Regions from separate parts of the Mus musculus genome. Here regions 2, 3, 4, 5, 6 and 7 are each linked to region 1. Evidence: chromatin contacts called from public ChIA-PET, Hi-C and HiChIP or PLAC-seq data. All regions are on one chromosome and are shown on one strand. Each heading gives the region's core, a stretch centred on a gene start, on an enhancer-like site or on the middle of the called end of the contact. The rest is flanking DNA. Distances are from core to core; before and after follow the strand shown.

Region 1 (4,327 bases), core at 781-3,280:
AAAAATTTCTTAGGTTAACTATACTTGAAAATTATGCAAGCTACTAAAATATGCAAAAAAAAAAAATGGGGGAGGAAAGGAAGAGCGAGAGTAAATAGAGAGAGACATTGGCAAACCCAGAACAAACAGGCTGTTTAACTGGAGATCTGGGACATGCCCACTGAAACAATACATTTTACTCCACAGAGCAGTAACCGTAGGAACTGACTTAACTTGCATACATGTATTCTCCACAAATATGTATGAAATTACATCAGAAAGGGAAAACGAGGGCTGGCAATATTCGTGCTGGCAGGATCGAAGACGGCCATGACCTCTGCTGAGCAGAGTGAGCAGTCTGCAATCAAATGTGGTTACCAGGACGTAGGATTCTAGTTCCCTATCTTCCTCACCCTTACTTTACTCAAACACATGGGCAACTTTTACATCCCCCAGTAGTCGTGAGCCTGAGACTGTCGCTCAGCTCAGTAGTACAGTACTTGCATACACACACATTCTAAAGGCTGAGGTTCAATCGCATTATCAAATCCTATGCAGCTATTAAAAGTAATTTTGTAACTTACTGACAAGCTGTAGAACACCTTTATATGCTAATATAAAGTAGAAAACTTAAAGAGATACAGAGCAAAGACTGGAACTTTATATATTTTATGCATTCCTCTCATAACTAAAATCCTCACAAAAAGCACGGATGCTTCTATGACTTTCGGTTTACCATTTAGAACAGTGATAGAACATCATGTCACAACCAGCAGCACCCACACACTGTGCACTTCTAAAGCCTGCGTCAGGGGAAGGGCTGTGGAAATATAGGTCGCAGTGACCACTCTCTAATGCAATTGCAATCGAGAAAGTTAAGAGTTTGTAGGTAAATACTTAAAACGACTGTGCGATAATCCAGGTTTCAATTTTGTTTCCTCGATTACCTGGTAAAACAAGCTATATTTACACACTCGAGGCAGAAATACCAACCAGAGTCTCTTGTTCCGAAGCTGGAATCTGTGAGGTGCTTGCAGCACCCTCGGTAGACACAGACATGTTGGTATTGCACATTGGCCTACAAGTAGAAAAAAAACAACAACACACACGATAAAAACTTGAAATTATAAAACATCTACGAAAAGGGACAAATAGATACATGCATTTACGAAGGAGACAGAAAACGTCTTTCGGCAATAGCTCTCAAATGCAAAACGACGTCGGCGAGCTGTCCCTTACCTGGAGGCCCGCAGGAGAAGCGCGGTGATCCGAGAGGGTCCCCCAGGGGTGTCCGGTCGGTCTCCCGCTCGCCCAGCAGACGGCTGCGGAAACGGGGCAGCGTTTAAATAACCCCAGCTGGAGACATGTCAGGACTTAGCTCCTCCGACAGCCGACGCCGGACGTGTCCCAACTTGACCAGCCCCACAGGAAGAGCTGAGTCAACTCGGCCCAGCCCAGTCCCACCCGTCCCGGAAGCCGCATCCCGGCGAGTCCGGGACCAGGCACCTGTCACCTCCTGGACCCCAGCAACGAGCCCAGCGCGACCCCGGAGCGGGCCCCCCGCGCGCGGGGCCTGCTGGGAGACCCCCGCTCTTCCCTCCTCCCCCTCCCTCCGTCCCCTCCCGCGCATGCGCCGTGCTAACCGCGCCATCTCCCACCCCACCCCCCACTCCCACCCACACGCACACCCCCGGCCGCAGAATGACATCAGGGCCCAGCGCGGGCAAACGGTCGCCCAGCCTCGTGCCCCGCGACCCCACGAGCCGGCCCGGGTTACGAGTAGGCCCCGGAGGGCGCGGAAAAGAGGGAATGATCGGGACTCTCCGCCGCCCACGGAGCGGGTACCTGCTACTTCCCGCGCATCTTCCGACCCTTCACGGGGAGCGCGGAGGCCCCGCGGCCGGGGCCTGAGCGACCATGGTCGCTCCAGAGCTCGAGCGACGAGAAGGCGGCGGCTCCTCACCGGCCGCTCCTAGGCTACGCTGGCCCCGGAGGCCCCGTTAACAAAGCAGAGTTCTGTGACGAGCGCCCCCTACCGTCCGCGGAGAGAACGCCGGAAGCCACGGGCCATCCGGGCATCGGGGCGTGCGCGCGCGCACGCCCGACGCCGCCTCCTGGACCAATAGGAGGCGGGGGGCGGGGCTTAGCGGCCGCCCGGTGCCGGAGCGCGCAGGAGGTGGGGAGGGGCCGCGCGGTTGTGTTTACCGCTCGAAACCGCAATGGTCGCTAGGCAAGTTCCTATCCGACTGCTGCTGCTACCAAAAGAAAAGCAAGACTAACAGCTGGGTAGTATTTTTAAATCCATCCCGCCAGCAGCTGAAGTTGTATACAAATGAGTGATTTTTTTTTAAGACTTTAAAAATAGGCAAGGTGAGAGAGGGTGGAGTGGGACGGGGAGGAAATTGTGAGAAGGGGGTGTCCCAGAAGGGAACGGAGAGCGGGGTGGAAAGTGAATAAATAATAATGAATAAAAAATGAATAGCTCCATGGTCAAGAGTGCATACAGCTCCTTTTTAGGTTTTCAGTCACTCACGCCACACAAATTCTGTCATTGCAGGGTACTCAACACACTCTTCTGGTCTCCATGAGCAACCGCACCTGTGTGCACAGACATACACATAATTAAAGTTAAAATTAAAAAAAAAAATTCAAAGACTGTTAGGGTCCATGACACCTTGGGCTCATAGTATGTAAACGCAAAGAATGTTTTAATCTGCAGAAGTCAGCATTCTGGTGTCTCCTCTCCCCATTACTAAGATAGAGACACCCAAGTGAGTTTGCAGACCTGACATAAAGCATATTAGCGAATTCTGGGATAGGTGACCTCTATGTTAATCTATTGGGTCCATCTTTAGGGACATTCCATTCCCGGGGTGAGAGGGCTGGAAACTTTTGGCTGAGAAAGTCTGGAAACTGCTGCTGACCCATTGTCCTTGCCTCAGGCGGGGCAGCTTCTGAGGCCCGGACTTGCCCGGAATTGCCCAGTTCTTGGAAACAGAGATTTAGGCCTAGTCCCCTTAACTGCCAGTTTGAAACTTGTCATGAAATCAGCCTGGCCTTTTCAACACATACACTCCAGTGTTTACAAACTTTCTAATTGTTAGTCATCTTGAGGGCCCAAGATAGCATTATAAGGTATAGGAGTTTGGCCTGGACGCTGCTTTAGGCAGTGTGGACGCAGGTCAAAGAAAAGCATTGATAAGGCCAGATATAATGGTGTGCGTGTAATCCCAGGTACAGAGCAACAGCCGTCTGGGTCCACCTTTTAAGGTACATCTAAGAACGGAGGGTGTGTGGCACCGAGAAGGTCCTGCATTGTTCAGTCCTCGGTCCCCAAAGCAAAAGCCCCAGATCTTAAAGGACTTAAAACCAGGGGTGGTGGCACATTTGCACAGTCAAAGATAATCAGGAAGCTGAGGCAGGAGGATAGCTTGAGTTGAGCAATTTAAAGCTAATTTGAGTAACATTGATAACCTACCTAAAGGAGAAAGGTAATTTCGTTCTTTGGGGCTTGCCACTTCTTACTGACAGCCTTCATTTCCCCAACAGTTCGTGATTAAGGACTTTTCAGAAACCTTTCTCCCCTTAGGAATGGAGTGAATATTCATTTTAAATTTAATAACCTTCAGCCAGGCATGGTGGCATAGACCTTTGACCCCTGCAGTAGAGACGAAGAGACAAGTGAGTTCAAGATAGTGTGTCCACGAGTCCACACAGTGAGCTGCAGATCAGCCAGGGCTGCACACAGAGAACCTGTCTCACAGAACCCAAGCCTTGGGAGATGAAGTAGCCCAATTGGGCTTGTGTGCAGTTTCATGGGATTGGGGCATGAGCAGGATGGGGGGATGGGAGGACAGGGCAAAAGGCAAGCAGGCATGCACTCTTAGCTTAAAGCCCTGGGTTCCCTCCCCAGCACCTGTGGGAATGATGCTGCACTTGTGTAATCCCAGCACTTTGGAGGTGAAGACAGGAGGGTCAGAAGTTCAAAACCGGGCGTGATGCCGCACGCCTTTAATCCCAGCACTCGGGAGGCAGAGGCAGGTGGATTTCTGAGTTCGAGGCCAGCCTGGTCTACAGAGTGAGTTCCAGGACAGCCAGGGCTATACAGAGAAACCCTGTCTCGAAAAAACCAAAAAAAAAAAAAAAAAAAAAAAAAACAAGTTCAAAGTCATCCTTAGCTACAGTGAGATTGAGGCCAGCCAAGATAACGAGATCCTGATGAAAATAACTCCCCAGCATTATTACATTATTAGCCTCAGGAACTCCGTGTGGCTTTTTTTTTTTTTTCCAAGCTGGTCGAACTCAGAAATCTGCCTGCCTCTGCCTCCCAAATGCTGGGATTAAAGGC
Region 2 (4,327 bases), core at 866-3,365, 410 kb after region 1:
TTTTATAAGCTACTTAGGATTTTTCACTTGTCTACACCTGCCCGCCTAAATGCTGAGTTACTGGGGTCGATGCTCTCCGTTCCTGTTCCAAGCACCTGGTGCCAGCGTTGAACCTGGAAGTCCTACTTCTGTGATCTCACACTGGGCTCCCATCACCCACCCCTCTTCATGGTGGGCTTTGGGACAGCTTCTAACACTACCTCCCTGAAGGGCTTTACCAATGAAAGAGTTATGCTTAGTGAAGTGTAGTAGCGCACACTTATAATTCTAGCACTCTGAAGGGTCACCCAGAGTTCTGGGCTAGCTTGGGCTACAAAGTGTGGGGCCTGTCTCAAATCAAAAAAATAAAAACAATAACTAGGGCATGGTGGTGCACACCAGTAATCCCAACGCTCTGGAGATAGAGGCTGGAGAATCATTATGCTCAATATTACCCTCTGTCATTCTCAGCTAATTGAGATCTTGAGAGAGAGAGAGAGACAGAGACAGAGAGAGACAGAGAGAGACAGAAACAGAGAGATAGACAGACAGACACACACAGAGAGACACAGAAAGAGACAGAGACACAGAGACACACACAGAGAGACAGAGACACACAGAGACAGAGGCAGACAGACAGACAGACAGACACACACACACACACACACACACATGGGGGTGGGGGAGAGGGAGGAAGACTAGGACCTTATATGTTTAACCTGAAATGAGCTGGATAAATACCAGCTCAATTTAGGTCTTATTAGAATGTTCTGGAAGCCCTGTTGCCTTATAGTTGACACCTTCCGTGAATGGGAAGCTAATGGATTCTTTCATAAATCGAGGGTGATAGACATAGAAATGAGACTGACTCATGCTTGTCTTACCATCTTTTGTTTTGCTATTCCAGGTGAGATAGATTTCAGTGAACCAGATGGACCCATTGAGAGAGGTAACAGCCACCGATTAGCTCACTCCCTAGGGAAGAAGCAGGTGACAGGATTTAGGTAGGAAAAAGAGCCCGAGAACAAAAGGTGGTGTCATTACTTGGAACCACGGTGCTGTTTGGGTTCCATCAGCTCCAGTTTCCCAGGCAGGTCCCTCATGAGGATAATTCTGCCCACTTCACTTCCTTAAGAGGTTCTGAGCTCTACATGGGGGCAGCTCTGTATGTTGGTTGCTTTCTGAGACTTGTTCAATCCCCCTGAGCTACGCCCGCTCTGTAAAATCCGAGAGTAGAAACACAGTTGTGCCGTACGGTAATTTAATGAAAGGCTACACTTCAGGAGACGAAATGTTGCTGGGTCCCTTTGTGTCTGTGTTGGTTGTGTAACAAAGGAAGATGACTCACACGCAGTTCGGTCCTCTGGGACCAGCCAGAGTCTTGATTACATCTTGGTTCCTGCCTGTCTTGTGGAGCAAACACTTGGACAGTCAAAGACCCAGGAGGACGGCAATGATTACCTTTAACAATTCCTGGTCCCTGGGTTGAACTTGACTATTGGTTTTTATGACAGAGACCACACCAGTGTCAGACCAGAGGTAGACAGCGTCTTTCCGATTTCTCTAAGATAAATAAAAGATAGGATTCCGCCTCAGCGTGGGAAAGCCGTTCCAAAGAAATCAGGCAGGGATGGTTATCTTGACGGCAGCCATCGAAAGGAAATGGTTGCTGTGTTGCTAATCCCCAGGACTGAGAGAAAAGAAATACGCGAAGCTTTCAGAGTGTTAAACAAACAAACACGCCATCCCTGTACCATGGCCAGTCCGGGTGTCCATTACGACGTAAATGATTGATAGTAATATTTCACAAGGTTCATGATGCTGCGTGTATCAAGTTCCTAGGCTTAAACATCAGGTACACTCTGTTCTGGAGAGCTAGCCAGTCCAGGTTTAGAGTATGACGTAAATGATTGGTAGCGGTATTTGATGAGGTTCATTATGGGATGTATAAATCAAGCTGACACATCAGCTTCACTCTATTCTGGAAAGCTGCAAAGTCAAAGCTACGTGATAAGAAAGCGCCAGAGAGGGACCATCTGTTGGCTATTAGCGCGTTTCTTTTGAACGTACTGTACAAGCTGCGCGCAGGTACAGAGAGTGCATTTGCAGAGATTAAAAACCATGGTTACACTAGCGCACACCTGTCTCTGGGGAGCCTCTTTTGTAATGCGCGTCTGTTTCCTGTGGCTGTTGGGCTTACCCTGACATCTGCCTGCAGAGTGTGTGTGCCGTTTTGAGTCTCTTCTGGGGCGATGGAGACTGTAGGGTCTGTTGAGGCAGTATAAATGCTAGAGGCCGGTCTAGAATGTGCGAGTCAGCTCCAACATCCCTTCACAGGGAGATGTTGTAGCATGATACATAGTTGCCTCCTGTTTAAAGCATCCTGTTTGCCTTTCAAAATCAAGTCTCCAGCCTTCCACCCATATGGAATCTATCCGAACCTACAAAAACATTCAAATACCGATGACTCAGGAATAATATTTTTAAAGTAACAATGTTTCTTAATTTCTCCCTTCATTTTAAGAGAATCCCTACAGTTAGCAAAGATAACCATTGTTCAAGACTTTGAAACTAGGGTTTCCAGGCCTCCATGAAGCAAGAAGCAAGCAAGGCAGACTCCCAGAGGGCTGGTCTTCCCCTGGGCACGGTTTTCTAAGATAGGGAGTCTCTGCTTTCCCATCTTGCCTAGCAAAAGTCAGGAGATACTAATTCCTACTTGGGTGACAGGAAAATGACAGAGCTGTGTGACTCACTGACAGGGCCTATAGTCTCTGTTTCACAGGCAGGAGGTGACGAGTGTGAGGAGTCCAGCCTTTGGGCTGTAACCTTGGGTTCCAAAATGGGCAGCTCAGGCAGCAATGCAGGAGTTAGATCCCCACATTTGCTACCGATGAGTGAGGACTCGGGGTTCAGGTAGGTGTGGACGGGCTGCCACTTGGTGGTGGGGGGGGTGACATCTGACTCAATAAGGACATTGGTTACCATGGAGACTGATTTGTACATATTCCAAACTGTTCCTGATGAGCAATGAAGCAATGAGGATATGAACACTGCAGAGTGAGACACATCTCACGCGTGCCTTCTCGGGCAGGATGGTTGCCAATTCGAAGGGTTACTAATCTCATCGCAGCCTGGCTGGCTCAGAGTAATCCCAATGACTTCATTTACAAGCTGGGGACAAGGGTGTGTGTGGGTGATTTGTTTAGCATCGGAGATATACAGGAAGGACAAATTGCATCTTAATGCAATCTCTGTCTTAGGGTTTCTCTGCTGTGACCAAGGCAACTCTTATAAGGACAACATTTAATTGGGGCAGCTTATAGGTTCAGAGGTTCAATCCTATTATCAAAGTGGGAGCATGGCAGCATCCAGGCAGGCATGGTGAAGTTCTACATCTTCGTCTGAAGGCTGCTAGTGGAAGACTGACTTCCAGGCAGCTAGGATGAGGGTCTTAAAACCCCTCAGTGACTTTGACACATCTACTCCAAAAAGGCCAAACCTCCTAATAGTGCCACTCCCTGGGCCAAGTATATTCAAGCCTTGATATTCTCCTTATTCCTTTCAGTTTACAATACGGAAACACAGCTACTTTACGCTGCTGGGAGAGCAGGAGTCCTTGGATTTTTTTTTTTTTTTCATGCTTTAGCCTTTCTGGACTCTATCTGGCTACACCCCTCCCTCCCGGCCCCCGCTCCGCCCCATGTCTCAGTCTGTGAGGATCACTTATGGTTGGTGGTTAATCACGGGCAGCTGATGTGACCTCTCCAGGCCTCAGTTTTCTCAGCTGTAAAATGCAGATAGTAGTGTTTCTACTTCCTGGAATTATTGTGAGAACAAAGCAAATTAATAGATATAAAATTCTTTGCAACAGATTTCAGTAGGTGCTGTGCTGTAATATTATCATTATTGAGCTGGAGAGATGGCTCAGTGGTTGAAAGTACCGATTTCTCTTCCAGACATCCTGAGTTCAATTCCCAGCAACGCTCACAACCATCTGCCATGAGATCGAATGGCTTCTTCTGGTGTGTCTGAAGACAGCGACAGTGTACTCACATATATAAAATAAATCTTAAAAAAAAAAGACTTCTTTAAGAAATATTATCATTATTACCATCAAAGTATGCTGAGTTTATTCCCAATCTTTTTAATTAAAAATTTTATTATTATCTTATGTGTTTGGGTGTTTTATCTGCATGTATGTCTATACCACATAGGTGCTTGGTGCCCAAGGAAGCCAGAAAGGGTGAAGACTCCCTGGAACTGGAGTTATAGACAGTTGTGAACCATCATATGGGCACTGAGAATTGGATCTGCACCCTTTCAAAGAGCAGTCAGTGCTCTTAGTCAC
Region 3 (4,327 bases), core at 1,162-3,661, 390 kb after region 1:
GCCACCGGAAACCCTTCCCCTAAAGACCACAATAGCTTTTGTTATGAAACGTGGGGACTTTATTTCATTTCCCCTATTATCTATTTTCAAAGTTGTCAACAGTAACAAATTCCTTAGTACCTGTGGCCCAAGTTCTGGGACAACCCTGAGCCCCACTACTTCCATCTGCACTGTAGTGTGTAACTTCAATCTTTGCTCCATTTATAGGGGGATAAAAATACCCATCATGCGTATTGAAAAGAGAATAGAGTCATTTACCTTTGCAGCCTTTTCATGGCATATTTGCTGTAGAGGACAAATACGTTTTCTTTGAAGTATTAATTCTAATTGAATGATGTTGGCCTTGCCTCTGTCAAGAAGGTTCTGAGACTGTGTTCCAACTCAGTGGTTGGGGATGAGGCAGAAGTGGCTTTAAAGTTCTATGTATTTGCTTCCTTGGTTTGGGGCATTACCTCATTGTTCCCTGTAATGACTTTTGGGGGTTTAGATGTCCAAAATTAGCTTGTTGGATGCTACTTGACTGGTGCTGACTCATGGAAGAAAAAGTTCTTATGTTCAAGGCTAAAAAGTATACCTTGATTCTTTTAAAACATCTCTCCCTCTCTCTCCCTTCTTTCCTTCTTTCCTTCCTTCCTTTTTACTGGCAGAAATGAGGGGTGTTCGTTGTTAAACGTTTGGCAAATCACACAGAAGTATCTGGAATAAAACAAGAGCACTCCACATCTCATAATGCCTACATAAATTAACATGGTGGCTGGAGGTTTCAAGCCTTTGATCTGATTTATTCATCTACTTATATTTTAAAATGGTTACTAGCTGCTGTGTGGAATGGGTTATGGACAGACACTGTGGATTCAGGGGGATCATTCTGGAAGCTCATGAAGAAGTCAAGTGAGGGGAGGCTGACCTAAAGGCAAATTCTGTGGCTATTTTGAAGGTGGAGACCACAGGACTTGTTAATGGACTGACTGTAAACTATGAGGGAAGGAAGACATGAAGAGATGGCTGTCCTGTCTTCTGGCCCTCTGCCTGGTGAAATGGTAGCCCCTTTACTGAGGTTGGGTGTGATGAGGAAGAAGCAGGGGTGTGGTGTTTGTGCGTGTTGGGGCAGGGGAGGTAGAGGAAGTTAGATTCTGTTATGAGAGGCTAAGTAAAGGTATCATACCGGGGTGAGCATTTCTAGGAGATACTTGGATATACACTAAAGGCCTGGGGGAGGAGAATGGAGACAGATATTTTATCAAAGGACCATCAGCACAGTAAAGCCACACAGGAGATGAGGTAAATGTAGTGAGTTAAGGGTGGACGAGGAGATGCCTCAAGGACAGAGACTATTTGAGGAGAGGAAGTTACAGCCTGGGAACCAAGAGTAGCCAGGAGCCAGGCTGAGACCCAAGGACAGTGCTCGAAGTAGCAGACAAGAGAAGAGTGTCCCCCTCCCATGAGAAAGGAAGTGCTTCCCCCTATCTTTGTACACATATACACATAGTATATTTTATGTATGCACACATACATATTTTATGTGAGGATATATAGATATATCCTCACATAAATATATATATTAATATTACAGATGATGCAACGGGCCTTACCAGGAATACTGTTTTTGGGGGTGGGTACTGAGAATCAAAGCTAGAGCCTTGCACATGGTAGACGAGTGATCTATTATTGAGCTATCTCCTAAATTTTTATTCTGAGGCAGTGTCTCTGCTGTTCAGCTAGTCTTGGGCTCATGCAGTAGCCCAAGTCTGGCTCTTTTGAAAAAAATGTCCTTCTGAGATACTATTCTGAATGACAACCAAGTATTCATTCTCTCTCTCTCTCTCTCTCTCTCTCTCTCTCAGTGTTTTCGAGACAGGGTTTCTCTGTATAGCCCTGGCCGTCCTGGAACTCACTTTGTAGACCAGGCTAGCCTTGAACTCAGAAATCTACCTGCCTCTACCTCCCGAGTGCTGGTATTAAAGGCGTGTGCCACCACAAGTATTCTATCTTTATAAATGACCATGAGAACAACATTCTATAGACACACCTGGTGTTTCTTCAGGCTAAATTCCCCAAGTGTAGACAAGACAACCTTTAAGGCTTTTGATACATGCTTTTAAATTGCCTCAGAAGGAGAAGTTTCTGGCAGGATGGTACCCCCCCCCCCGCACCCCGCACCACCCCCCCCCCCCCCCCCCGCCAGCAATCAGTTGAAACCATGTATCTGGTTTTATCTGGTTGTCACTATCACCATTCAAAATTGTGCGGGGGTTGGGGGGAGGATATGCCGTCTCGTTTCTACTTTATTTCCACTTGCATGACTTGATTACATTATGGAACCATGTCAGTCGTCTGTGTAAGCAGGGGGGTTGCTGAGGAGGGAGAAAGGCATGGTCTGAGCCAGTCTCCAGGGTGAGGGGTGGAGCAGATCTTTGTCAGCCCACACGCTGAGGTTCCCACAGCTCAAAGCTTCCTCCCTCTCGGTCGGCTTCCTGCGCCGCCCAGCCTAAGAAAGGGCGTGGTCACAGAGAAGCGGAGCATCTCTCCTCCGCCAGCCAGGCGCTCTGCTCACTTGCTAGGGGTGGAGGCTGTGTTGCCTTGTGAACCGCTGTCCACATTGCCCAATAGAACAACAAACACGGGCCAGGGCACAGGGGCGGCAGGCCCTGCATCCTGCGTCCTTTCCTCACAGGGCGGAGTCATTTCAGCTCCTGAGATTCCTTCATACAGCCTTGCTGGGCGTGAGCCCAGCAGAAGGGGAAAGACTGTTGTGAAATTGTGGGAGGACACAGCATCTCTGTTGGTGACAAGGGACAATTGCATCATGCTGTTAGGCTGCGATGTGGAAATCACAGATGCCCAGGAGATAGGAATCTTAAGAATGTGTGGGACATACAGATAGATGCCCCCCAAATGGGGACTGTGACCGTCTTTTATGAGCTATTTCTTATTTCACAACTTATTTCATAACCATCAGTTGGAACAACAACAACAACGACAAAAACCTTAAAAATGCAATTCAAGAGTTGTCTAAACAGCACACACGTCTGAGACGGGTTCTGTGAGAACCAAGAATGATTCTCGAGAAGAAAAGACCCTCAGACGACCCAGGTTCCAAATCCAAAGGAAAGCATTCTGTGAGGAGTGAAACGAAAATGGAAAAAGTTCAGTAGAGAACACGCTGTTGTCCAGTTTTTCGTTTGTTCGTTCATTTTGTTTTTCTGATAAGGTCTTGTGCCCTAGCACTGACTGTCCTGGAACTCACTACGCAGATGAGGCTGGCCTTGAATTCTGCCTCTTCCTGCTCTGCTGGGATTAAAGGCATAACACCACCAGGCCTGGTGCTTTTTAAATCATAAAGCAATGTACTGTTGTTATAAATGTGTCCCATTTAGCGGACTGAAAACGCTGAGTCACGGGAAGTAAAAGTTAGCTTCCTCCCGTCCTGTCAGGTCACTACCACCCTCCAATAACTTGGTGTCTATTTTCTAGAGACTTTATAATGCAACTTAAAATATTTATAATTATAATGTATGTACATTATAAGTTATTATATGTGTGATGTAGGTAATTATAGCATTTACGATGTTAGAGCATAGATGGTATTCATTAATCAAAGTATACTTTTGCTTTGATTATTTTTTCCATTAATTATTGTGTTTGTGAGAAAGAGAGTGGGTGTCACAGACCCTGTGTGGTGATCAGAAGACAACTTGTAGGAGTCACTTCTCTCCTACCATACACGGTGCTCCAGCTATCTAACTCCGGTCACCAGGTTTGGTGGCAATACCTGCCAAGCCATCTCCCTGCCCCAACATATTTTAAGAAAATGAGTTAATAATATTGAAATTCTGCAGCTTATTTTAATGTTTTTCTCTTAGCAGGTAGCTTTGCTTCATCTGTCTGAAATAAAGATCAAAACCAAAGCAAACCAAAAAACCAACAACAGCAGCAAAAACCCCAACAAACTAACAAGAAAAAAGAAAGAAAGAAAGAAAGAAAGAAAGAAAGAAAGAAAGAAAGAAAGAAAGAAAGAAAGAAAGAAAGAAATGAAAGAAATTGCTTTGAGCCACAGATACCAGATAGATTTACTCATCCCTTTTCCTCCTTCTTCTGTGTTCCCCCTTTCCCCCGGGGAACCACTTGAGGTGCTGGAGTGAAGGAACCACAATCCCTGCCCTCATATAAAGGCCATTTCCATGGAAAGAGGAGGGCAGTAAACAATGTAACACACAGTACAGGTGGCTGGCAGGGCAGGAAGGGCGCACCACAGGGTTAGGAAGAGCCTCCTTGGAAGGAAGCACTTGAGCTGAGACCTGGAAGGGAGAGAGGGCTAGAATCACAT
Region 4 (4,327 bases), core at 1,001-3,500, 330 kb after region 1:
GTGGAATGTGAGGAAGTGGAGGAGAGGGGTCCCAGTGTTGGAGAAGTAGAGATGTTGAGTAATATAAGTACTCGCCCATGCTCAAGACAAGGGCGGCACAAAGCGAGGTGACATGAGGGAACAAGTTATGTGCATACTGGCTCATATGAGCCACTGGCTCAGGTCCCTGTGCATATCAGTGACTAGAAGACAACAGAGCAGTGGTTCTTAACCTTCCTGATGCCGCAACCCTTTAATACAGTTCCTCTTACTTCATAACTGAGACTTTGCTACTGTTATGAACCGTAATGTAAATATCTGTGATTTCTGATGGTTTTAGGCGACCCCTATGAAAAATCAACAAGGGGTCGCGACCCACAGATTGAGAAGTACCGCGATAATAATGGCTGGTATTCCTGGGAGCATCGGGAGTTTAAAGGCAAGTGTTTGAGACCCAGTAAACCAGGCCTGACAGATAGGACTTGGTTCACAGGAAAGTTAAAAAGCTGGGCCCTTAGATATGGCATAGGGGTTTGCAGAGCACTGTGGGATGTGATCTTTATGAAGTCGGGGGGTCTGGATGATCTGGGTGATGTAGACCGCCTATAAGTCATGCTCATAAGGGGGGGGCACCAAGATGGAAAAAGCAGACAAAGGGGCCTATCTGGGTCACTCAAAAGCGAATGGGACAAGATTTGTATGGGACCCAAGAATCCAGGTTGGAAAAAAAAAAAGGACATAAAATCAGTCAGTGCTTGTGAGACTCTGGAGAGCAACAGTTCACCAAAGCGGTGAAACAAAGAGCGAACGACGGAGAAAGATGCAGAGGACTAAGTTTGGCTCACAGGTGTGCAATGATCCCTAGAGGATGCTATGTTCATGATCTACCTGGGAGCAGAGACTGTTCATGCAGAAGAGGAAGGCCCTTTGGGCAGCCGGGTGTGGCCAATGAAAATTTAGCAGCTTAGCCAGCCTCAGAGCTGCTGGGATCGAAGCCCACGCCTCCTTAGTCCCAGGCCTGTCCTGCGTCTACCTGCCGAGAACTGAAACTGCAGGCACGCGCAGTGCGTTTAAAGCTTTCCGCACATACTTTCATCTCTCAAACCTTTCCTCGATGCCAAAATACAAAAAGCACGGGGTGTTTAGTGGAAAATTTTGTTGTGATTTTTGGCAGTCCTCTATCTGTTCAGTATCTTTTGGCAGCGACAGGAATATTTATTTTCCTTTGGGGGAATTGCTTGCCACTCTGTTCCATTCTAGCCGGGCGGGTAACAGAGAGGCCTCGCTCACCCCAGCCACACTGCAGGCCAAATTGAATACAGGACTCACCGAAATGGGTGCCACCCTGGAACTTGATCTCACTTGGCTACACAGAGACTAAAGAGAGCTCACTTATTCCAGTAATAAAGCCAGAGACTGTGACACTTCTGGTGACACAGGCCTTCTAGGGATCATGGTTGTTTTGGTTTGTTTGTTCGTTCTCAGGAACTTGTCACCTTCCAGAGACCCCCACTTTCAAACACCACCACACACTGGGCAGCCTTCGACTGGTAAGGTCTGGCATCAGAGACATTCTGCCTATTGTGCTAAGGGTAGGTAAATTGACCAACTTCATACAGTTTGTAGTTGGCAGAACTAGGAATTGAATCCACTGAAAATTTCAGTATGTCTGGTAGTTCCCCCCCCCTGCAACCCCCCCTGCAACCCCCCCCCCCCGCTGTAATATTTTTGTTGGGAATCTAAAGGTATTGAATAAAGCTAAACATGTTCTTTAGATAACAAATTATCTTTCGCTCAGATTTAGGGTATGTACATATCATATATGTAAATATCATATATATGATATTTATTTACATATGTTATATGTATTTATATGCATTTACATATAATATATATTTAGGATATTTTCAGTCAGTATCATAGGAAGTATATCTGATCCATTATAGAGTCCCAAAAGATTTATGGAGTTAGAGTGCTTGGTAACTATAGATATTAATCAATTCAGCTTTCTAGTCTTACTGACAAGAAAATGCAGTCCAACAGATGTCTATATTGCCAAGCCATACTGAAGTTCCTATGTGTGGATAATGAGGTTTAGATGCAAACCAATTTAGCTTAGTCACAAGACAGGTGGGACTGGTAAATTTACATAGCTCAATTAAGATCTTCCAGCCAAAGGGAGCCTCCAGGTTTTATATAACAATGTATCCATTTGCCTCTGGCTGGGACAGGGAGGGGGGCTGAGAGTCTCAGTACACCTCAGTCTTTTTTCTTTACAGCCCACAGAGAAGGTTTTTCAATCACTTCCTTTGTGAAGCACTGAGCATCACTCTCACTTCAACCTAATGACACTTTTACATGCAAATGCCGAACACTTTAGATGCCCGGTTTAAAAACTAATCTATTCTATTTAAAGGCAAATTGTTATTTGGAAATCAGAAGCCACCTTCCAAGCAAGCTGAAACATTGCAGGGTGATTGAAGTGGTTGTATTATATGACCCCGGGTATGTTTTCATAGTTAGAAATAATGCAAGCCCCAGGCTTCCAAAAAGAATACATTGTGTGAAAGATGGCTGAGTGACTGAATGTCTTCTTTAACTAGGAGGGGAATGGCTGGGGGCCTGGTGGGGGACTTTCTGAAACAGTGAGAGCTTGTTAGGTTCAGCTTGGGGATCTTCCACAGAGGAGCTCAATACAGCATATTTTTATTTATTTGTCTGTTTGTTTATTTATTTATGTGGACAGTGCTTCTCTGTGTAGCTCTGTCTTGGAACTTGCTCTAAAGACCAGAGGCTGTCCTGGAACTCACAGAGCTCTGCCTGCCTCTGTCTGCCCCTGCCTGCCTCTGACTGCCTCTGCCTGCCCCTGCCTGCCCCTGCTTGCCTCTGCCTGCCCCTGCCTGCCTCTGCCTGCCTCTGCCTCTGTCTGCCTCTGCGTGCCTCTGCCTGCCCCTGCCTCTGTCTGCCTCTGCCTCTGCCTGCCTCTGCGTGCCTCTGCCTTAAGCATGCTGGGATTAAAGGTGTGGACCACCCCACCTGCTAACACAGCAAATATTTATTGGATGTTTCTTGTATGTGACCTTTGAACTAAGATCTTGGAGAATGAAGCTGCCTTCGGCATTTGTAAGGAATAGTCCCAGGACTCCTTATGATCTTCCAAACCTATGCATGCTCAAAACTCTTATATAAACCGATGTTTCCGTATAGTGCCTGCACATTCTCATGTATAGTTTAAATCGTCCCCTAATTAAGTATAATAGGGAGCACACTGTAAATTGTTGTTATGCAGATAGTTTGGGGGAGTGATATAAAGGAAAAAATTATGCTGAACCTGGTCAGTATAATTTCTTTCAAATATTTCCATTCCACGGTTGTTTGTATCTTATAAGCATCCTAGGCCAAAATGTTTGAGCTGTGTGTTTTCCTCCATTTACCCTTATCAACACATTGGTGTCTGTCTTGGTTTAGCCCTGGATGCTGTAGACTTTCCCTATCAACTATGGTCTTGTGTGTGTGTGTGTGTGTGTGTGTGTGTGTGTGTGTGTGTGTGTATGTGTGTGTGTAGGGGGTTTGCCCAGGGTAGAGGAGTGGTATGGTGTCTAGGCTCCACTGCCTTACACTCTCCCTATGTGCACGCTAGGCAATGGCTGCTGTGTTACTTTTAGATTGGGGATTCACTGTGGGGATCTCTTTCAAAACTACAACTCCCATAGAGCTTTATTCATCAGCTCAGTCCTGAGGACAGGGACGCAGACAGCCCCCATGGGTGTTACTCCCTATGCCCGCCCACACATCTGGAAAACAGCCTCTTCATTTAACTTCCTTCTATTAAACTCTTTCAATGGGCTATATGCTTTCACTCAGGGCTCCTGACAAACTCAGCCTGAGTCTAATCAGGCTTGTCTTTTAACCGCACACTCAAACTAGAAAAACAGGTTAAATGATGCCTTGGGGTAAAAACCAAATGGTCCAGAATTGAGGATTTCTTTTTACTGGTGTGTTGTTTTCAAAGATTGTCATGATTAAAAATAAATAAATAAATAAATAAATAAATAAATAAATAAATAAATAAAATGTCAGAAAATTCTTCTAGATTAAAATAAGCTAAGAGGACCACATTGTCACTTGAGGGGGTGTACAGTCACCTTGGAAACACATGAAGGTGTTTTCAGGAAGTTTTAACAGAGTAAGGAAGACTTGCCCCAAATGTGGATGTCACTGTCCCATAGGCTGGGGTCCCAGACTGAGGGAAAGAAGGACCACTGGGTGTCAGCCCCCACCTCTCTGACTTCTGACTGAAGACCCAGTGTGACCAGTGGCCTCAGCCACCGCTGTGACCTCCTTCCCA
Region 5 (4,327 bases), core at 534-3,033, 310 kb before region 1:
GCGGGCTCGGTTCAGCAGCAGCATCACCTCTGTGACATTCAGAAGAGCAACATAATCACCACTTTGGAGGTCGGTCACCTTACAGGAACAGCTCCATAAAATATAGAAATAGGTAAGGAATCATGTAGGCTATCGGGTTTCCGTACAGGATGTGGAGGGCGGAGCAGGAGAAACTGGGAAGAGGAGGAGTGGGGGGGGGGGAGGGGGGGGAGCAGCTTAGGGTGGAGCCCTGTCCTGGAGCGCATCTGTATACAGTAGGAAATGAGACAGTTGGCAGATACAATAGATCTAAAGGTGTTCGAAAAGAAGCCTCAAACTCAGCCGGTTGTGGGAGTGCGTCTGTCTCACTGGACACAACCAGAAAGAGTTAAACTGAACGGAAATTAGTCTGTGTGACATTCCAGGTGGGATAACAGAAATGTACTCCACTACCAGAGCAGACTTCGTTGTCGTTGCAGCAATTACACCGTGGGATTTGAGGACTGTAACAAATCAGAGGCTGCTCTGCACTTCGTAGTCTTCTTCTAAACAGTAAGCAGTACTAGCTGCAGCAGCAGCAGCAGCAGCAGCAGCAGCAGCAGCAGCAGCAGCAGCAGCAGCAGCAGCAGCAGCAGAAGCTAAGCTCTATGGTGTCGCACTTCCCACACAACTTGCGCTGGGAAATCTGACTGGGTGTGGGGGGGGGGGCGGGGGGGGGGATAAAGAAAGAAAAGACACCCAGACACATGCGGGACCACGTGGGTGTGCACACTCTGATGGAGTGACACCCTACTACGCAACAACCTGGAACCTCGATGCTTTTATGGTGGCCAGCACAGACCGGAAAAGTTAGCTTGCTTCTGCATGGGAACAAGTCTCAGGCTGAAAACCGCTGAAAGAAGGAAGCTAGTTTTTTCAAACACATGATCCATGGTTTGTTAACAATTGTTGGATACATTGTTACCATTTGAACTTGGACCAAAGGAAGGGTTTGACATCCCTCTCAACCTTACCCTGGGTGTGAGGGCAGGGCTTTGCCATGCCTGTGGGTCTGGTGGGCCTGAGTAGTTGGTTCTAGACATGGCTGTGACGTTGGTTCAGGACTTCACCACTATTATTAGTATTATTATTATTACTATTATTATTAATTTATTTAATATATGTGTGTACACTGTAGCTGTCTTCGGACACACCAGAAGAGAGCATCAGATCCCATTACAGATGGTTGTAAGCCACCACGTGGTTGCTGGGATTTGAACTCAGGACCTCTGGAAGAGCAGTCAGGGCTCTTAACCGCTGAGCCATCTCTCCAGCCCAGAACTTCACCACTCACGGAAGGCTTCTCTGGCGCCTGCTTCTAGTTCTAGCTACCCAATAGGCTGAGGTGGAAGGACTGAATGGTGGATTGTTTGGGCCCAGAAGTTTGAGATAAGCCTAGGTCACACACTGAAACTTACCTTAAAAAATTTTTTTTTCTTCCTATTTCTCCTTTTTAACTTAGGGAAATTGGCTGGAGGCTGAGGAATCATGTGGACCTTATAAGGAAAACAGACATAATGTGCTTACTTCTCGTGGCTGCGACACAACCCCTAAGAGTAAACCCATGTAAAGGAGAAAGGGCATATTTGGCTCGTGTTTCCAGAACTTTCAGTCCATGGCACGCTGGTTCGGCTGCTTTTTGGCCTGTGAGGAGGCAGAGCTGCACAACCAGGAGCATCGTGGAGCAAAACCATGTAGCTCGTGGTAGCAGGGCAGCAGAGAAGGAAGGGCGGGTTGATGCGGAAACAGGAAACCATAGTATTCTCTAAGTGGGCCTCGCCTCCTACACTTCCTGCCTCTCCTCCCCCATGAGATCGGGCTTCGCTAATCCATGAACCCATCATTGGACCAATCATTGATGATGTTTCAGTCCTTAGGGTGTGCTCCCTGCCCACAGGTCCCACTGAACACTGCCGCTCAGGGGACAAAAGGCTCCGTGAACGTATAGGGTATATTTAAGATGCTGTCTTAGTGTCGCTACTGCTGTGATAAAACACCATGGCCAAAGAAGCATGGGGAATAAAGGACTTACTTGGTTTAAGTTTCTATGTCTCTCTGTACATCACCGAAGGAAAACAGGGCAGGAAACTGGAGGCAGGAGCTGATGCAGAGGCCACGGAGGGGTGCTGCTTTCTGCCTCACACCCTGTGGCTTGCTCAGCCTGTTCTCTTAGAGAATCAAGGACCACCAGCCCAGGGATAGAAACACCCACAATGGGGTGAGTCTTCCCCAGGAATCACTAATTAAGAAAATGCCTCATGCCTATAGCCTGATCTTGCAAAGACACTTTCTCAGTCGAGGCTCCCTCCTCTCTAGCTTGTGTCAAGTGACACATAACTGGGTGGGAAGACGGAAACCTGCAGATATTGTGGCATATGCCTCCAATCCCAGCTCTAGGGACACTGCCACAGCAGCATGGTGAATTAAAGGCCTACCTGGGCATAAAGTGAGCATAAAGCTAGCAGAGGCAGTATAAGACCCTGTTTTAACAACCAAAAGCTATGGTCTGGATTCAGAAACTGGATGAGATTTGATTATTGTTGCCCACAAAAAGGAAAAAGATATGGGAAGAAATGGATATTCGGGCGAAGAGAATCACAAACTGAGCCAGGAACTGTCAGTTAGCACTCACTGTCCCTTTCTTCAAAAAAGCAGGTACTGTGGTTTATGCCTGCAGTTACACTTGGACTCCTCGCTGAGGTCAGAGGATCACTTGAGCCCTGTAAGTCTGAACCAGCCTGGGCAGCATAGTGATACTCCAGGTTGGCATTTTGTCTAGGCTCTGCCCCATAGTTACCTGGCAACACCCAGGTGTATTGGGATCACTATAAAAGGGGCTGCTTACCCCCTCCCCCCTCTCTCTTCTCTTGCCTTTTTACCCTCTTCCCTTTCTGTCCCTTCTCTCCCCATTCCCCTCCCTCCTCTCTCCAATGTGCTCATGACCGGCCTCTAAGCCTCTCCTCCTCCTCCTCCTCCTCCTCCTCCTCCCCCTCCTCCTTCTCCTCCTCCTTCTTCCTTCCTCCTCCTTCTCCTTCCCCTTCCCTCCTTCTCCTCCTCCTCCTCTTCTTCTTCTTCCTTCTTCCCCTCTCTCTCTCTCTCTCTCTCTCTCTCTCTCTCTCCTATCCCCTCCCCATGCCCTAAACAAACTCTATTCCATACTATATCTGTCCTATTGCTGGTCCCTGGGGGGGGGTGGGGGGGATGTCTCAGCATGGTGGGCCCGCAGAGGCACCCCTTCCCCTACACCGTACTGTGCCTCCACCAAACATACCCCTGGCTTCTTTTTCTTTTTTATAAAACACAACACTCCATCTTTAAAACAAAACAAAACAAAACAAAACAAAACAAAACAAAACAAAACAAAACAAAACAAAACAAAACATAGCTTGCTGCATCATTGTGGGCAAAGAATAGCTTTGCTTGCAACTATGTGATTAATTTCTGAGTTGAACTCATGTTCATGACTTTGGGGTGGCATTCTTAAAAGGCAATAGTATTTTTTTCTCCCTGTCTTCATTCTGGTCAAAATGTGAACCATCTTCTTCTTGCTTTTGCAGAGGACTTGGGTTTAGTTTTCAGCACCCACGCGGTGGCTCACAACCATCTATAGCCCCAGTTCCAGGGGATCTGATGCCCTCTTCTGACTTCCTTGGGCACCAGGCATGCACGTGGTACATATATGTAGACAAAACACTCATGAACATAAAATAAATCAATCTAAAAACATTTTTTAAAAAAAGTACGAGCCATCTGGTACTTGGAACTGCACAGGTAGAAGGAACTTGGGTCCCTGGCACCACGGAGTACTCTACCAGAGTTTTGCATAAATTTGGTAGCATGAATCTCAATTCTTTATCTTAATTTGAATAAATGGAGCTTAAGACATTTTATAGAGAGCCTGGTGTGGTGGCTCACACCTTTGAGCCTAACACTTGGGAGACAGAGGCAAGTGGATCTCTCAAGGCTGGCCTGGTTTACAAAGCTATATGAGAACCTGACTCAAAAAAAATTAATATGCTTCAATTTTTTTGGTGACAAGTGTTAAATGTATACAGAAGTGGATACATTGATATAAAAATTGTGTGTATACCAACAAGCAGCTTTATCCAATTCATTTATACTTGTAATCACTTCCCTTTCCCTCATTAGACTATTATGAAACAAATTCCAAATATCAGTTTTTTAATTTTAATTTATTTTTAACTGTTACATGTATGGGTATTTTGACTCCGTGTATGTCTACAGAACATGTGCATGCATGATGTCCTCAAAGGCTAGAAGGCATAGAATGTCCTGGAACTGAAGCTAT
Region 6 (4,327 bases), core at 1,152-3,651, 300 kb after region 1:
TCACGCACTTATACCTCCCAGAAGCCCCTCCCTCAGGGTAGCAGTTTTGTAGATCTTCCCTGCTGAGTCCGCTCCATTTTTGAGTTCTAAATTCAAAGCACGTGCTATTCCTCCTGTTTCTGAATCTTTTCAGTAGCCCTACTGTGTGCTCTCCTGGCCTAGGGCCCTACTGTGTGCTCTCCTGGCCTAGGTCACACCTTCCCTAACACTCTGGGCTTTGACACCTCCTCCCGTCCTGCAGCTGGCCTCCATCACCGAGCATCCTGGTTTTCTTGAGCCCTGTCTCTAAAGGAATACCATTCCCATTTCCATACCTCCCCTTCTTACAGCTTGCCCCCACTGCTGTTTTTCTTTCAAGAGCTAATAAAACGGTCCTTGAGCTCCCTTCTGGGTCTGTTTTTAAAGCCTTTTATTAATGAGACTAAGAACCCCAAAGGGAACGCAATGTTCCCGGTAGCAACGTTGAAAACAGCACTGCCTTATATTGTATCATGGAGCTAATGTTAGGCAAGATACCCTCTGCAGCTTCCGGCTCCGTGTGGCACCTGGGTCCTGGACCGGAAGGCTGCAAATCAGTGGTCAGGAGCTCTTCGGGCTGGTCCATGTATCCTGTCAGTCACAAGGCCTGGAGACCTATTCTTAGACTCTCAGTTCTTATAGACCTTATTAAAATGGTAATATCCTTGCTGGCATCAATCACTGACAAATTATGCACGGGAAACTTGGGCTCCGGTTTGCAGAACAAGCTTTTCTGGAGGGGATGGTTCACAGGGAAGTGCTGGGAAGTGGTAGCCATTCCTCAGGGAGTGAAAGGAATATGTAGAGTTTGAGGGGTGAGCAGGGCAGCCATTCCAAAAGGCTCCAGGAGAGGAAGCTGATGGGACCACGCTTTGTCTCTGTTGCCTGCTCCTCTGCTAGTAGGCGATGGTTGAAACTATCCGAGGTAGAACAGAGACTTGATCCCATATTCTACAGTCACGATATTAAACATTGGAGATAGTTTATGTGAAATATATCACTAAGCAAGCTTGTGTCTGTGAGAATATATGTCATACATCTAGATGGCATGGTCCACTATATCCCTAGGCGTGTGTGTGTGTATGCATGTGTTTGTATGTTGTGTATATGTATGTGTGTGTATGTATGCATGTATGTGTGTGTATATGTATGTGTATGTATGTATGTATATGTGTGTATGTATGTATGTGTGTATGTATGTATGTATGTATGTGTATATGTGTATATGTGTGCGTATATATGTGTACACACTTGTGTATATGTGTATGCATGTGTGTGTGCATGTGTGTATGTGATATTGCCTATTGCCACGGTGGGGGAAAATAGCATGAGATTAAATCAAACACACACACACACACACACACACACACACACACACACACACACACCACACTCAAGAATGACTTGGATCTCAGGCTGGTCTCAAACTTGTTCTGTAGCTGAGGTTGTCATTGAACTCCTGATCTTCCTGCTTCTGCCTCCCAAGTGCTTGGACACCAGGCATGTACTAGCATGCCCAGTGAGTCCTTTATTGATATTATCGAGTATAGTCTGTACATAGCTGTATGTGCTTTGTTTTTATACTAATAGCAGTTCAGTGAGTTTGCTTGGCCAACTTCATCATGGACATGTGTATTCTATGAAGGCCATGATGCTAAACCCCTGAAAATGTTCATCTCTATTATAATCTGTCCCACCCTGACAGAAGTATTACATGGCTGGTGCCTTGTTTGTACTAGAAACTAGAAAGAACAGGTGTTAGATGTACTAGCAAGAAAAGGAGTGTTCATTAGTGGTGAGGAAGGGAGTGCCAGGCTATTTGTAAAGCTTTGTATTTTAAAGTTGTAAATTATTTATAGGACTTTAAATATGTTGATAGAACAAATACCAATCTAATACTTTAATAGGCTATGGTGAGTAATATAGGTTCTTTTAGTGGGAGAAATTAGAATACTGTGTTAAATCATTCTTTATGGAGACACATGACTTTTACCACATTGAGGAAAAAACCCAACCTTATTGTCTTAACAGTAGCTGAAATCGAGAGTTCGTAGATGTTATAAGTGGTTCACGGAGCTGTAATGTGAGATGAGAGTAGATTTATCACTGCCTCTGATCATTGAATTTATTTCTTCTATTTATTTGGTACTTATTGTTGGTCTTCCTCGCTTATTATATTCAGATCTTAAATATTCCTCAGAGGGGCTTTCGTTAAAGGCTTGGCTGCCAGTCATACTGCTTTGGGAATATTGTTGTTATTCGTGGTCGTGGTGGTGGGACCTTTAAGAGGTGGGGACTAGCGGAAGGAAGGTATGTAGTTGGTGGTTTCTCCTTGAAGAGACTGCTGGGCCTCCAGCCTCTTCCTTTTACTCTGCTTCCTGGGCACAGGAGGCAGCAGCTGTACTCCCTGACACGGCGTCTGTCTCACTACGGTGATAGGAGAGTAGACAGTGAGGTCAACACTGGCAGAAATGTGGACCAGAAATCTTGCCTCACAGCAGACGCTATGCAAAGGACTCAGAAAGGTCCCAGCTGTGGGCAGGACACAGGCAGTGCTGGGTCTCTCACTTTCCACAGGGCAGATATTGGAGTCCTGGCAGATAGGTACCAGACTCAATTATTCACTGATCAAACTATAATCCAGAGACCATGAGTCAGCCCCTCCAAACCATGAACACACTAAGTCTTTTGTCTCTATAGGTTGATGTATTTCAGGTGTTTTATCACCAGGAAGGATCTGACGGAAGCAAGCCTGTGGTGAAGGGCGGGCCTGTTTCTCCATCCTCTACTGTCTTTCTGACGTCCCTGCACGGTGCCCAGTAAGATTGGCCTGTATTCATGGAATGAAGATTTATAATCCAGTCTCACCCATTGGCTCGAAATTACTGCCTTCCTAAATTTAACTACTAAAACGAGGTGTCTGGAAATCTTTAAAACAAAGACGAAGGCTTGATCTTGGCATGGTATTCATCATGAGTACATGTGCTGCTGGACAGTGGCTAGTGTAGCTTCATGTTTCCACATCTGTTATTTTAAAATAAATTATTCAGTGCTGCTAGATTACCTCTAAATGGTATCAATCAATTACAACTGGGGTGCTTGAGTCTTGAAGGAATAGACTTTTTTCTTTTTTTTTCTTTCACTTTTGTTTTCTTTCTTTCCATCCTTTCTTTCTGTCTCTGTCTCTCTGTCTCTCTGTCTCTCTGTCTCTTTTTCTTTCGATTAGATTGACTAAGTTCTTATCTCTTCTCCCCCAGGAAATATTAAAACGACTTGGCCTCTTGCCAGACTCTTTCCCTCCCACCTCTATAGAAGATTTAATTAGTGTGCACATTATTTGGGTTGCTCATTCCATTACTGCTGGGCAGGGGGCAGAGGAAGGCCCTTGAATAAGGAAAGTGAGGTAAAGCCCCACCCCCATCCTCAGAGAAGTGAAGTCTCCTGTCCCAGCTTTTCCTGGCAGTGAATAAAGGCTCCTAGGGGATGCTGAAGGCTTGCGTTTCTGTAGAAGTCCCTGCCAGGGCTTTCCATACCGAAATGAACCATTGTTGCCTGTGTCAGGTTTGCTCTTCATTTGCGTGGTGTATTTCTTCTGCGTCGGGGGTGTTACGGAAGCCCTAACCTACTGTGTTCATTGTCACAGATTTAAACGTTGGGTTTTCTGCAAGGCCACAAAAAAATGCTGTTTAAAGACATTAATGGGTAATTAGCATCTTGGGTTGCTGCAACATTTGGTTCTAGGACACATCTTAAAGATTATTAAGAGAAAAAGATTTGCTTTTAAAACTGGATTTGAGCCGGGCATGGTGGTGCACACCTTTAATCTCAGCACTTGGGAGTCAGAGGCAGGCGGATTTCTGAGTTCGAGACCAGCCTGGTCTACAAAGTGAGTTCCAGGACAGCCAGGGCTATACAGAGAAACCCTGTCTCAAAAAACCAAACAAACAAAAAACCAAAACAACAACAAAAAAATGGATTTGATCAGTGCATGCATAGAAATATCACACCAGACATCCATCCATCCATACATCCATACATCCATACATACATAAACAATTAGTACATGATAGTAAAAAACCAGAAACAAATACCATCTTGATATGCCAATAAAGTGCCTGGGATAGGATGACTAGCTTGCTACTAGTTAGCTAGTGACCTTGCAGTTTTAAAGGGGACAGTCCCGTATCTTGGGACCCTTGTCCGTCTGGATAAATAGAGAACCTTGGTCACCCTAATTGTCTCATGTTGCTGAGAGACCTTCTCGGTATCTCTTGATTTTGAGTATCAGTATCAGTTGATTTTGAGTCCA
Region 7 (4,327 bases), core at 1,305-3,804, 280 kb before region 1:
TAACCCCTTCAGTTAGAGATGACATGTACTACAAAGCCATCATTGGTATACTATTAAGACTATGCAGAGACAAAACACCTTTGAAAAGGAAGGAAGGAAGGAAGAAACCACTTGTGGTGGCGCACGCCTTTTATCTCAACACTCGGGAGGCAGAGGCAGGAGGATTTCTGTGAGTTCCAGGCCAGCCTGGTCTACATAGAGTTCCAGGACAGGCAGAGCTGTTGAAAAAAAAAAAATCTTTGTATTAGATCTTTCTGTCAAGTAATGTTGTGGTTCTGATTAAATCCTGCTGATTCAACTTTTTCAGAGTTACTAAAAGCAGTTAGGCTGCACATGGTGGCCCAAGTGAGTAATCTCAGCAAATGGGGACAGGATGAACACCTCCATCTGAGGGGGCGGGGCAGGAGGCGTACTTCCATCTGAGGGGCGGGGCTGTATAGAAGTTCACAGAGTTGTACAGATTCAGACCTGGTTAATTTTGGTGTGTGATGTTTTTTTATTTATTTTCAAGGTTAAAAAATATAAAATTTATAAGATTAAATGAGGAATTAACTAGAGGAAACTTAAAATTTCATGTTTTAAGTCAACGAATGAATTGTAAAGGATTTATGATTAACTCGTCATTACAAAATCTTTTTTGGTCTTTAATCCTAGCACTTGGAAGGCAGAGGCAGATGGATCTCTGTGAGTTCAAGGCCAGCCTGGGCTACATGGTGACTTCCAGGACTACATAGAAAGCCCCTGTCTCAACACAAAACCAAAGCCAAAAATCAACACAACACAACACAACACAACACAACACAAACACCAAGACTGGATACAGTACATAAATAAGGAGTAATGGAATTGTTTATGGCATCATGATTGTTGGCGTAGAACCTAAGGGGGTGGGGGGTTTGGAGGACTGCTGTCCTCACAGCAACCTCATCAACGGGATTTTATACAATCTATATTCATTTATTATTTAAAAATAGCTTATTAAAAAATCCTGCTCTATAATATACTGCCCCATAAACGCTGCTCAACGGAAACCTCAGGCTAGCGGTTGGCAGGTGCATTCTCGTTGCCCTTTTTTGTTTAGCCAATGTTGCAGAAATGTACTACTTGGGGGTGAGGGTGGGGAGAGTCAGCTTTGGTGAAGACAGAACCTTGTTTGCATATGGTGCTGGCAGCACCGCCCAAGGACAGCTTGAGGAGACCTAGGCTCCCCCCTGTGCCAGAGTCCCTCGGTCTTGCTACTGAGTTCGCTCCCTTAGGCATTCGCCTCCTGGAACTCCAGACGAGTTCTTGGTCATCTTTTGCCATGATTTTACCAATCCTCAGAGCAGCAAAGGTATTTCTTAGAAAGTCCCAGGTAACGGGTGACCTGAACCTGGAGCCAATAACTTGAAGAGGTTCCTAATGTGTCCAGCCCTGTTCCAGGCAACCTGCGTGTATTTCTTCATCTAATTCGTCCAATAGTGCCATGAAGTAGGTCCTTGCTAGTGTTAATTCAGCACTGAAGAAACCAAGCAAGGCTGGGGTGAGGGGTTGGGGTTGGGGTTGGGGGAGCTGGCAGAGTGCTTGCTAAATTTGTGCAAAGTCCACAGCTCAATTCCCTATTCTCCAGAAAGCAGGTATGGTCGCACGTGCCGGTAATCCCAGCACGCAGGAGGATCCGAAGATCCAGGCCATCCTCAGCTATATAGAAAGTCCAAGGCCAGCCTGGGGTACTTGAGACCCTGGCTCAACACAGATGAGTAAGTTAATTAATAATAAAAAAGTTTAAAGAAAATAAAAGAAATCAAAATGCAGAATGTTCAAGTAGCTTGTATGTGCTATCAGACAAGAATTTCAACAAGCTGTCTAAATCGAGGGATCCTTTAAACTAATATTTAAGAATAGCCCATACAGTGTGTTCAGACGCCTCTTATCTGTTTAAAGAGCCGGCTCAAACCAGCCTGGAGACAGAATATTTTCAAACGTGAACCATCTGGTTGTTACAAGTCAAACCACAGGAAGCCTGCATTAGAGTTGGCTCTCCGGTTGACTGTGCCCAGCCTCTCTCTCTCTGGTTTCCGCTTCTCTTTGAGTGTTGACTTCATTCTCTCAAATAATGGCGGTGCTTCAGACTTGTTTTCAGTGTGCTTATTAAAGAGTACCCTCAGGATCAGCTGCAAGACTGGGCAGAAGAGGAAGTCAAGCCACGATGCTCTCAACCAGGGTCAGCTCAGTAAGAGCTTCAGAATTCTGCGCTAACAAAGAGACAGAGTAAATAAAAATGACCCGAAGGCCTTCCCGTGGCCCGGAATCTGACCTCAGCAGTGACAGTATATGACTTTGTTGATTGTGCTGACCTCTATCATTGAAATGTCCCGAGGGACTGAAGAGCACGCATACCAATGAGAGAAAAATGTCACTGCGACGAGGGCCGGAATCTTGCGACTCCATCAGGGAGAATTCTCCCTTTCATGGTGGCTCCCAGATCTCGTTTAGCCTGTAAGCTAACAAGAAGAAGAGGCGGTCAACGCACACGTGGTGGCCATCACGACAAACGGGATGACCTAAGAGACAAACGATTAGACGGCAGCGCCACCGTGTGGTAGTCCACGTCCTCACCGCAAGCTGAGGTCGGAAGAGGGTGTCTCTGTGATCAGGAAACGTGCAGTTTTTGTGACATACAAGCAAAGGGGAAGGGCAGGTCCGCGTCCCCACACTGGATTCATATTTTCTGGATTTGTTGATGCCCTCCCCCAGTTCTGATCTTGCTGGCCTCTGTACTGCCTGCCTTACCTATCTGAACTGACCGTGTACCTGTGAGCATCCAGTGTAATATGTTTATTCCACACAGATTAATTTCAAGTCCTCGGGGCAGTTTTCCGTCTGCTCTGTGCATAGTGCACAAGGCTAATACAGTTACAAGAGCCCAGAATGTGGCGCCGGCCCAGCTCTCTGGTGATGCTGCTGCACGCACACACGCGGCACTATGCTGACACCTTCCTTTTCTAGATCTCTTGAATAATCCACGTTGTTCTGCTCTGCATCGGCCTCCTTTAGATACTCCAGGAACTGCTAAACACTCGCTTCTCTCTGAGGACACGTCTAGTTCTTGAGCTCCTTGCTTCAGTTTAAAATTGAACTACCTGGCTCACCCACTCTGCGTTTTCACAAGATGCCTGGTTACCTACCATTTAGTCCAGGTTCTGCCGTTAGGGGTCCCACGCTCTGTTTAGCCTTTGAGCGGCAGGTCTAACACTGGATCAAATCTCCTTGCTGTGGCTGGCCTTTGGCCATCTGTCCCAGAAGGGCAAGCCTTGTTCTCCCAAACTCCCTCTGTCCTCTCTGGATTCTTCCGTATCGCCAGCATCTCAAGTAGAAGAACCCAAACTCTTGCTGAAGCAAACCTCCACCCATTCCAGAACAAAGCCAGGGCGGTCCTCAAGCCAGCCAGGTTTCCCCGGCTATGGGCATCTGTTTTCCATGGCATGGTGGCTGCACCAAGAATGAGGTCCTCTCTCCGTTAAAGGGCACACCCTTCAGAGAGGACCTGGAGCACAGGACTCTCCTGTGTCAACAGCAAGTGTCTGGGATGTGATGCACTCAGTCAGCACTTTGGTCCATTGTTGAGTAGACAGAGCACTTCCGGGGAACATCGTGGAGGGATAGGGGACAATTACACTGAGAGCATTAATGCATTCAAGTTTTACAGTAGGGTTGTTACTTCTATCCACAGGTTTCTAAGCATATCTCTCTGTGTGTGTGTGTGTGTGTGTGTGTGTGTGTGTGTGTGTGTGTGTGTGTGTGTGTGTAAATGTATGCATTCCACGGCAATTGTCTATTGAGTTTGCTCCTGGATTACCTGACTCCTCTCATCACCTCCAGGTCTAATTCTTAGCAACACGAGGACGATATTGCGCCACCTACTGTCCAAATGTGTCCTGCCCTTTCTGCTTCAAATTCTCCTCTCATTAGACCTAAAATAGCGCCCTCGTCCCCACTCCCAGCCCCCTCTGGCTGCCTCTCACGGTTGGGTTTGTAATTTCCACTTGGCCTTTACATTTCCATCCAGCCCCGTGGGCAGCCATCTCTAAGCCTGGTGTCCAGCTGAGCTGGCTTTTATGCGCTCACAGCAGCCCTTCCAGGTGCCCACGGTGGTGGTCCAAGGATCGCAGCAAACCGGACTGCTTATGTAACTAGAGACATAAATTGGTCCCAGGAGTCCTGCAGCGAGTTACTGAAATAACATTCTCTTTATCACAGGCCCGTTTCCACAGGGCCTTTTTACGGGGTGCTTATGCAACAGCCGCCCCGTCAGCAGAAGTCCTGGAAGCGAAGAGCAGGGTGATAT

The links. A called contact is a pair of places that touch in the nucleus more often than the background predicts. ChIA-PET counts read pairs in DNA pulled down with a chosen protein or histone mark. HiChIP or PLAC-seq counts read pairs in DNA pulled down with a chosen protein or histone mark.
Region 2: an H3K4me3 HiChIP or PLAC-seq map of embryonic limb bud shows a contact between it and region 1, with 3 times the contacts expected there. The contact joins the enhancer-like site here to the promoter of Mdm2 in region 1. A contact is called at or near these places in 3 of 39 promoter capture datasets (the C10 cell line, the HPC-7 cell line and embryonic stem cells), 1 of 15 datasets of contacts at CTCF or cohesin (the NIH/3T3 cell line), 8 of 115 datasets of contacts at active chromatin or transcription factors (the NIH/3T3 cell line, astrocytes, bone marrow-derived dendritic cells and 5 more) and 3 of 9 other capture datasets (adipose tissue, liver and pancreatic islet).
Region 3: an RNA polymerase II ChIA-PET map of memory CD8 T cells shows a contact between it and region 1, with 132 read pairs. The contact joins the enhancer-like site here to the promoter of Mdm2 in region 1. A contact is called at or near these places in 5 of 39 promoter capture datasets (the C10 cell line, the HPC-7 cell line, hippocampal neurons and 2 more), 1 of 484 Hi-C or Micro-C datasets (adipose-derived mesenchymal stem cells), 13 of 115 datasets of contacts at active chromatin or transcription factors (T-cell acute lymphoblastic leukemia, astrocytes, bone marrow-derived dendritic cells and 8 more) and 3 of 9 other capture datasets (adipose tissue, embryonic stem cells and liver).
Region 4: a contact with region 1 is called in an H3K27ac HiChIP or PLAC-seq map of embryonic stem cells, with 4 times the contacts expected there. The contact joins the enhancer-like site here to the promoter of Mdm2 in region 1. A contact is called at or near these places in 1 of 39 promoter capture datasets (the HPC-7 cell line), 9 of 115 datasets of contacts at active chromatin or transcription factors (embryonic stem cells, large pre-B cells, memory CD8 T cells and 1 more) and 4 of 9 other capture datasets (adipose tissue, embryonic stem cells, liver and 1 more).
Region 5: a contact with region 1 is called in an RNA polymerase II ChIA-PET map of memory CD8 T cells, with 36 read pairs. The contact joins the enhancer-like site here to the promoter of Mdm2 in region 1. A contact is called at or near these places in 1 of 39 promoter capture datasets (embryonic stem cells), 1 of 484 Hi-C or Micro-C datasets (B cells) and 7 of 115 datasets of contacts at active chromatin or transcription factors (craniofacial prominence, embryonic forebrain, embryonic limb bud and 4 more).
Region 6: an RNA polymerase II ChIA-PET map of effector CD8 T cells shows a contact between it and region 1, with 27 read pairs. The contact joins the enhancer-like site here to the promoter of Mdm2 in region 1. A contact is called at or near these places in 5 of 39 promoter capture datasets (the C10 cell line, embryonic stem cells, pre-B cells and 1 more), 1 of 484 Hi-C or Micro-C datasets (embryonic stem cells), 5 of 115 datasets of contacts at active chromatin or transcription factors (effector CD8 T cells and embryonic stem cells) and 2 of 9 other capture datasets (adipose tissue and embryonic stem cells).
Region 7: a contact with region 1 is called in a Hi-C map of B cells, with 45 read pairs. The contact joins the enhancer-like site here to the promoter of Mdm2 in region 1. A contact is called at or near these places in 2 of 39 promoter capture datasets (frontonasal cranial neural crest and maxillary cranial neural crest), 1 of 15 datasets of contacts at CTCF or cohesin (the NIH/3T3 cell line), 2 of 484 Hi-C or Micro-C datasets (B cells and natural killer cells), 12 of 115 datasets of contacts at active chromatin or transcription factors (astrocytes, craniofacial prominence, effector CD8 T cells and 9 more) and 2 of 9 other capture datasets (liver and pancreatic islet).

Annotation. Positions count from the first base shown.
Region 1 is chr10:117,708,728-117,713,054 of GRCm38.p6, forward strand. It overlaps Mdm2 (transformed mouse 3T3 cell double minute 2), which reads right to left and starts at 2,031. Exons shown (of 12, transcript NM_010786.4): 1 at 1,825-2,031; 2 at 1,219-1,301; 3 at 973-1,057. The coding sequence starts at 1,053.
Region 2 is chr10:118,119,951-118,124,277 of GRCm38.p6, forward strand. No RefSeq gene overlaps it. Among named protein-coding and RNA genes, the nearest start is that of Mdm1, 20 kb to the right of the region's middle. Within about 2 kb of position 2,116, at least 121 of the 459 cell types and tissues checked have an H3K27ac peak or open chromatin away from gene starts, as enhancers often do. A contact at or near this core is called in adipose tissue, bone marrow-derived macrophages, embryonic limb bud and 1 more, where this site is marked.
Region 3 is chr10:118,100,835-118,105,161 of GRCm38.p6, forward strand. No RefSeq gene overlaps it. Among named protein-coding and RNA genes, the nearest start is that of Mdm1, 39 kb to the right of the region's middle. Within about 2 kb of position 2,412, at least 340 of the 459 cell types and tissues checked have an H3K27ac peak or open chromatin away from gene starts, as enhancers often do. A contact at or near this core is called in the HPC-7 cell line, T-cell acute lymphoblastic leukemia, adipose tissue and 9 more, where this site is marked.
Region 4 is chr10:118,042,756-118,047,082 of GRCm38.p6, forward strand. All of the region lies in intron 1 of Gm32663 (a long non-coding RNA gene), which reads left to right. Among named protein-coding and RNA genes, the nearest start is that of Gm32663, 32 kb to the left of the region's middle. Within about 2 kb of position 2,251, at least 22 of the 459 cell types and tissues checked have an H3K27ac peak or open chromatin away from gene starts, as enhancers often do. A contact at or near this core is called in embryonic stem cells, where this site is marked.
Region 5 is chr10:117,396,533-117,400,859 of GRCm38.p6, forward strand. Gm40770 (a long non-coding RNA gene) reads right to left here. Exons shown (of 3, transcript XR_872063.3): 3 at 4,254-4,327. Among named protein-coding and RNA genes, the nearest start is that of Gm40770, 16 kb to the right of the region's middle. Within about 2 kb of position 1,784, at least 33 of the 459 cell types and tissues checked have an H3K27ac peak or open chromatin away from gene starts, as enhancers often do. A contact at or near this core is called in B cells and memory CD8 T cells, where this site is marked.
Region 6 is chr10:118,004,605-118,008,931 of GRCm38.p6, forward strand. No RefSeq gene overlaps it. Among named protein-coding and RNA genes, the nearest start is that of Gm32663, 6.4 kb to the right of the region's middle. Within about 2 kb of position 2,402, at least 55 of the 459 cell types and tissues checked have an H3K27ac peak or open chromatin away from gene starts, as enhancers often do. A contact at or near this core is called in effector CD8 T cells, where this site is marked.
Region 7 is chr10:117,433,012-117,437,338 of GRCm38.p6, forward strand. No RefSeq gene overlaps it. Among named protein-coding and RNA genes, the nearest start is that of Gm32141, 12 kb to the right of the region's middle. Within about 2 kb of position 2,555, at least 152 of the 459 cell types and tissues checked have an H3K27ac peak or open chromatin away from gene starts, as enhancers often do. A contact at or near this core is called in B cells, effector CD8 T cells, liver and 2 more, where this site is marked.